Linked DNA regions of Gasterosteus aculeatus: region 2 is linked to region 1. Evidence: chromatin contacts called from public Hi-C data. All regions are on one chromosome and are shown on one strand. The core of a region is the stretch at or near the end of the contact, and the rest is flanking DNA. Distances in the headings are between cores, read along the strand shown. Region 1 has its middle 100 kb from the start of flrt2. Region 2 has its middle 17 kb from the start of flrt2.

What was found. Hi-C and Micro-C count contacts between places; a contact is called where the count stands out from the background.
Region 2: a contact with region 1 is called in a Hi-C map of skeletal muscle, with 2.0 times the contacts expected there. The contact joins two enhancer-like sites. A contact is called at or near these places in 2 of 6 Hi-C or Micro-C datasets (skeletal muscle and whole body).

What each region holds. Positions count from the first base shown.
Region 1 is chr18:1,567,933-1,571,312 of fGasAcu3.hap1.1, forward strand. No RefSeq gene overlaps it. Among protein-coding and RNA genes, the nearest start is that of flrt2, 100 kb to the right of the region's middle. Within about 2 kb of position 2,034, at least 1 of the 9 cell types and tissues checked has open chromatin away from gene starts, as enhancers often do.
Region 2 is chr18:1,651,507-1,655,181 of fGasAcu3.hap1.1, forward strand. No RefSeq gene overlaps it. Among protein-coding and RNA genes, the nearest start is that of flrt2, 17 kb to the right of the region's middle. Within about 2 kb of position 1,530, at least 2 of the 9 cell types and tissues checked have open chromatin away from gene starts, as enhancers often do.

The DNA.
Region 1 (3,380 bases), core at 784-3,283:
GAACCAAATGAGTCCCATACACATGGCGAGTGCCCTCGAGACAGATCCCTCCCTGTGAAAAGGGTGTTGAAACATAAGGTAATTGCTTTCAGTGTTGTTAGGCAGCGGTGCGCCTCCTGACTTCAGGAGCTTTTTATAGACATTCTAAAAATTATAGATATATAGTCATTTTCATTATTTTGCCATAGAGAATTTGAGAAATGCACTGAGCCCACTTAAAAACTTTAGAAGTATGGGACAGTCCTGATTCCGGTCCATCAAACTCATGCCGCTCATGCCTCCCTGTACCACCCTTCCCAACACCTCCCCCTCCGAGTCACGACCCTCTCTATTCTGGAGAGAGACGTCAACAAGTTTATAACAAAAACTAAAACACTGTAAAGCAGCTGGCCCGGTCTCTGTCTTCCCCTCCACCCTGAAGCATTGTGCTGATCAGCTGTCTCCGGTGTTCACAGCCATCTTCAAAACCTTACTGGAGAAAAGCCACCTACCAGGCTGCCTCCACAATCATCCTTGTCCCCTCAAAAACAGGGTCACAGGACTAACTGACTACAGGCCTGCCCCCTAAACTCTGTAGTCATGAATTATTTTGAATGGCTAGTCCTGTCCCACTTAAAAAAACCCAGCAACATGGCCCTCCAGCATCTGGACTCCCCAGGAACCTACGCCAGGATCCTGTTTGTGGACTTCAGCTCTGCCTTCAACACCATCATCCCGTCTCTGCTGCAGAACAAACTCTCCCAGCTGCACGTGCCCGACTCCACCTGCAAGTGGATCACAGACTTCCTGTCCGATGGGAAGCAGCACGTGAAGCTGGGGAAACATGTCTCAGCCTCTCGGACCATCAGCACCGGTTCCCCCCAAGGCTGCGTTCTTTCCCCTCTGCTCTTCTCCCTGAACATCAATGGCTGCACCTCCAGTCACCAGTCCGTCAAGCTCCTGAAGTTTGCCAATGACACCACCCTCATTGGACTGATCTCTGGTGGGGATGAGCCCGCCTACAGACTGAAGACAGTCAAGATGGTAGCCCCACTGGCCCCCCGCCACTACGCAGGAATTCATTTTCAGTACCATTTTGACTGTTTTTAGAGCGTTGCGCTCCAGCTTGTTTTCAGGAATCAGGAATCAGGATTCACTGCACTGTGTCACCAGATGGTCAGACCTCGGCCTATAGGCGGGCTCATCCCCACCAGAGATCCCAGAGTAGGAGCTGAACATCAGCTCCAACACCAAAAGGCTCAGCAGAGGTTGTTCCTCCCGAGGCAGCTGAAGAAATTCAACAATGGTGCACTTCTACCATCATGGAGTCCATGCTCCTCTGCTCCTCCATCACCGTCTGGTACCGTTCTGCCATCCGTTCTGCATAGACGGTGTTCGGCTGCAATCTGCAGTCCCCCAGGACTGGATCTCTTTTCGGACCCTTAAGCAAGCTAGAAAGATTGTAGCCAACCCCTCTCACCCCAGAATGCAACTGTTGCCCCTTCATCTGACAGGAGGCTGCGGTTCATCAGGACACTATCGCTCTGCAGTCGGGCTTGTTAGGGATTTAAGCAGTAGAGCAAACCTCTGTACGACCAGTAGTTGAAAATATAATACATGTAAGTAATGTTTAATGTTAGAATTGTGTGATGTTAGATATTAGTTATTATTATCATGTTAGATGAAATAATGCAATATGATATAAACACCATTGTCATTTAAGTCATATCATTACTGTACACATTAACATTCTGCCACAATGTAACGTTAAGACCTGGGGACGGATGCTAATTGCCGTCCTTTATGGATTTCTCCCAATTTTATCCCCTAACAGGGTTTTTGGGGAGTTTTTTTTCAGGTAGTCAATGAGCAGAAGATAAAAAAAGGCCAACATTCTGATTTTGGACCATATATAACTGAGTTAAACACAATGGTTAAGATGTGATGAAATGGGATGAGGTCAGTGAGAAATTTCAGATTCGACCATCAGATGGAGCCAGTCATGTAATGTCTCGGAGCAGAAAGGAATCCACGAGGGAGGAGGATGTGCAGCCAATCGCATACGCCTGCAGCACAAGCGACACCCCCCCCAGGGGGATTAGAAGAGATGAGCTGGAGAAGGACCAGGCAGAAGCCTCCTGTGAACCAATATTGATGGTCATGTGAGACTGGACCGGGGGATAATAATATACTATTCATACTTTATTTAACTTTTCAACTGTATTGCTTATTGCTTCTGTAGTTATTAAATTCTATAATTATCATTTTTAAACTCGAGCCAGACTTTTTATGACCTAGTCTCAGAAGGGCCGAGGGTAACAGTAGTGATCCTTGATCAGAAGTTCAGAACTCCACAGGCTCGTGAACAGAGCCCGTGTTATTTTTTCTTTGTCCAATGTTGTGCACCACCCACCATGTCAAATTCCTCGTACGTCCAACATACTGTGGCAATAAATGTTTCTTGTTCTCACAATTATAACTGAATCAGTTTAGTCACAGCGGAGGAGAGGCATGATGATATATCGTTTTGAAAGAAGCACTAGAAGTGTAAAAAGGTAACAAATGTAGGCATAAGTGCAGCAAACACGGCTGCCTCCTTTCTTCCAGCTCTGAATTATTAAAGGACTGCAGGGACGCAGCAGCTGGTGGGTTGAACAAATTAAATGCATTAAATGGGAGTTGGGTGAAGCCGCTCTGGAACTCAATTTCCCTCGGCCTCTTCCGTATCTCTGACACACGTCTAGAGAATCCCTCCAGTGGCTGAATCCAGACGGAGTGAGTGTCGGCCTCCTTTTCATGGTAAACTGATTTGTGGTAAGATTTTTGACACGCAGACCCATGAATCAGCCAGGCGATCCGACAGGCTGCTGACGAATGAAGTGCATCCACTCCTGCCTCTCCTCTGCCGACACATTCTCAGATGCCTTCACCTTGTGAAGACCACCTTTATGGTTTTAATCATAATGCAATCAGCTTCAGAATAACAGTTGGCGGTCATCTCATCAAAAGAGAAAGTCCATCCGCACCTCATCAGTCGGCGGCTCGGCCGCGTGTCGCATAAACATGTGTCTCTGTGTGAGGGGTTCACCTTCGGGGGTTCCAGGTACCCTGAGAGTCCTTTTTCTACATGAAGGACCTTGTTTACATGTGATTCTGTGCTCTCCTTCTGTCCTGTTCTCTGGTTACACAGAGATGACTTTGGGGTATTTTCATTTTTCATCAGGAGACGAGAGGGAAAGGGCCTGGCAGCTTTCTCTGAGGCTGCCGTCATGCGTGAGCGAATCGCAGCTCCACCAGACATGCTGACTCGGAGCAAGGAGGCATGAGAGTCACCAGAGTGACACGTTCACCACTGGTATGAAGTTGTTCTTATGGAAACCTGAGAGCTGAACAGACAAATA
Region 2 (3,675 bases), core at 280-2,779, 83 kb after region 1:
AAAACAAAAAAAACAAATCCCTTTTCATAAAACTAAAAGTGGTGCAAGCCAGGTGTGTCTGCAGCAGTGTGATAGAATGAATGGAACTACCACTTTCTCCTTTTCTAAACACTAATGTAAATATGAAAGGTTTATATATTGAAATCCCGTCCTAAAAAATTAGCAAACTGTGTCCCCGTTCTGCTGGATACTCAGGTACTTTATAATCACAGAGGTGTACACTCACTCACAGACACAGTTTACAACAAACAGATCATGAGAAAACGTTGGGTGTTAAATCATCACGTGCTATCGTTGAACGCCGAAACCGTGATCAGTTTAGCTTGGTAGCATGTCATATTTGCTAATGTGCAGAATGAGCAGTGTGCGGTCGTTCTGATGGTGTTCAATCATCTAAAGTTTCTGTCTGCTAGCAGGCTGACTGCAACTCATTAACACTAAACCCGAAGCACATTCCTGTAAAACCTCAGGATTTACAGCAGTGTCATCGGTTTTCCATTTATATGGACAAATGCAGGTTTCCCCTAATAATGGTGCTTAAGGCATCAGCAGATTTTAAGGATTCATTATGTAGGAGTCACCATGTTCATCAGTTCAAGATCCCATGGTGAATTTTTGAATAGTGGAAAATGCAGACCGATAACTGACCGTCACTTAAATCCACAGAGGCCAAGCTGGCTAATAAAAAAATCAATGATACTTCAGAGCAGTGGAAGTGATAAACTCAACATGGCACGGGCAACACAACAGTTTGTTTTGAACAAATAAAAGCAGAATGGCAAAAGAAACACAAACATTAAGGGACAGTAGAATAGTTTTCACTAACAGGGAGAAAAGGTTGCTTGAAAAGGAAACTGTCGTCAGTGAACGAGTTTTATGAACTCTAACCTGCAGTTACAATGATACGGCAGACTTTGCCTAACAAGGCTGTTCAGGAGAGGGCGTGACCTCAACTAAGAAAACACGTTCCTAGTTCCGGACTAGCGGTCAGCCGCCGAACCGGTGCGGCCCGCCGGGTGACTTTGCTATTATGAGAACGCATGCGCAGCCTCTTCTGCTCTTTTTATGTCGATTCATAATCCCCCCCCCCCCAACCCAATTTATATATTGGTAGTTCTCAGACACCAATACGCCTTCGCTGTAGTTGGACACAAAATGGCTAGCAAAATTGAGCCTTTTGTAGTAGACAAGCCATTCAACTGAAAACCCCATGAAGTGCCATGTTTAAAGCAACATTTTAAACGTGAAAGAAATCACTCCCAGCAAATTGAAATTAATTTGATGCGATAAGAATCTATCCAGATTTTTTTATGAAAGAAGCCACTGAGGTGACGGCACGTATTCGCCTCTCTGGTCTCCGCGCTAACGAACCCTTTGGCTTGGAGTGAGGACCTTCCTCTTTTCACTGGTCTCTTCTTCAGAGCAAAGGAGTCTTCCCCTGCGTGTTCACACACATCCACCCGCTCCATCACTCACTCTGCTGACGCTCTTACGTGGCGTGAATGTGCGTGGGCCATCGCTCAGCTGCGTATAATCCCTGACATGTGTGCCGTTCTCAAATTGTGTGACTGCGCTCGCTGCTCTCAGACACACACACACAGACACACACATCACTCACACGCACACAAACACACAGACGCACAGACAAAGGACTTTCTGTTCCCAAAACGTATCACAGTTTCCCTTCCGAGGACTTGACCGGACAGGTGTGAAAGGCCGGGCTGGTGGCAGCGTCTGGATTATGGGGATAATGTAAACAGCCAGGAATGTGATCCACATCACAGCAACTGATTTAGGGGGGTGGAGGGGTGGAGGGGGGGGGTCGAGAGTTCACTCTGCACGCTGCGACAGAAGAGAAACATTATCCCTGTGACAATCAAACCACACTTAAGTTGCCTTTTCAACCGATTGCCATTGTCTGTCAACTTCACGAGCGAGTAATTGGTGCTTTTAGCCTCACTGGTGATTTATGTGAGTATATTACTAAGAGCTTACAAGCTCAGAGCACATGAGTTATGTCAAATAAAGAAGATAAAATTACAATAAAAGGTCTGCCCACCTAAACTAAAAGACGAACGTACATTATGACGCCTCTCTAGTGCTATTTAGTTAGGAAGACAATTTTTCTCTTTTTTTTTAGCAATTTTGAGTTTTAATTTGCCCCATGAGAAAACTGCATTCAAAATGAGATTCTCAGGTAGAATTTTTGGCTCTGTATATTCATATATTTTAATCAAAAAAATTGCTTAATGTTAGAAAAAGGAATACAAATGAAAGAGATTAGTTGAAGTTCACTTTTGCTTTATCTTTTCTTTTGCTAACTCCATTTTACATTATAATAGTCTTATTGTGCGTTCACACTAAATAGAACACAAATGTATTGCTGGAGGGGGGGCCGTGGCTTATCGCCCTGAATACGAAAGAACACCGGACACACAAGGATAACTCCGTCACGCTGGCCATGTTATATACATATGTATACCCATGTTTTATAAGAATATTGTTATATTGTAATATTTATCCTTTATTTTAATATGTATATTTATAATAGTTCCAATATGGTATTTATATCATATGCCAAATACTGTTTTTATGTATATATGCTGAATTGTATGAATAAATGTTAAATATTTAAATGCAGAGTAAAAATGCATGTTTGATACTTTTTTTGCATCATACTGGGATGTTTGGCTGACCCTACGAAAAGTACATTCCTTCAACCGCCACTGATTCTGGGGCCTCTCCTGTTCTACATCTTTATGCTTTTATTAGCTCAGATTATGGAAGCCTGCTGTCATAAATATGCAGATGACGCACAAATCTATAACTTTACCGCCAGAAGATTTAAAAACGTTTATGGGAATTATAAAGAGATTCGGGCAATAATCTTGGTTCTGGGGACCTGAAACAGTCCTAAACGGTCCAAAACATTCATATTTTACACAATATTCTTAATGGTTTTTGAATGTTTTTCTTTTGCCACTTTAAATTTTAAATTTACTGGATTATGGCTCAATAAATATGGTCAACACGCCTCTCTCACACATTTCCTTGTTTTTATGTTAGTCTGTTCTCTTTATCTCGTAGCACTTCACTATAGTTGAGCACATCAAAAAGACCCTTTAAAACAAAAGTCGTCTGTTTTCATCACCCTCCTCAAAGCTGAAAATCTTGAATTGTTTCTCCTTCTTGATTCTAAAAAAGCGCGCTCAATGGAAACGCACAAAATATGCTTTTTCAAAAGAAAAAAGTATTGCTGGGACACGGCTTGACTACATAGTTATTTAATCTATTGCTGATGTGTATAATACGGCATACACATACATGATTAAGGAGTAGTTCCGAGGAACCAGTACAACAGTGACCAGAGGTCCTGCTTGATGAATCTCCTTGACCTGCGAGCTCATCTGTATAGACTGACAGCCCAAAAGGGCAGGATGATTAGTCTCTTATTAAGCAGGCCAGCTTGCTCTTTAATTACTGCTGTTGTTTGGGAGACAGAAACTGCCATATGCTACTGCCTCCTGACCGTGGTACAAAGCAGAATTACTACAGATACTACCAAAATGTCAAAAGTTAAAGTGAAGGTTAGAACATTTTAGTCCCTGTATGTGTTATGGTACGTTCACCCCAAAAGCAAACTATAGGCCAGAGTAGATTCCGTGCAAGGTCAAT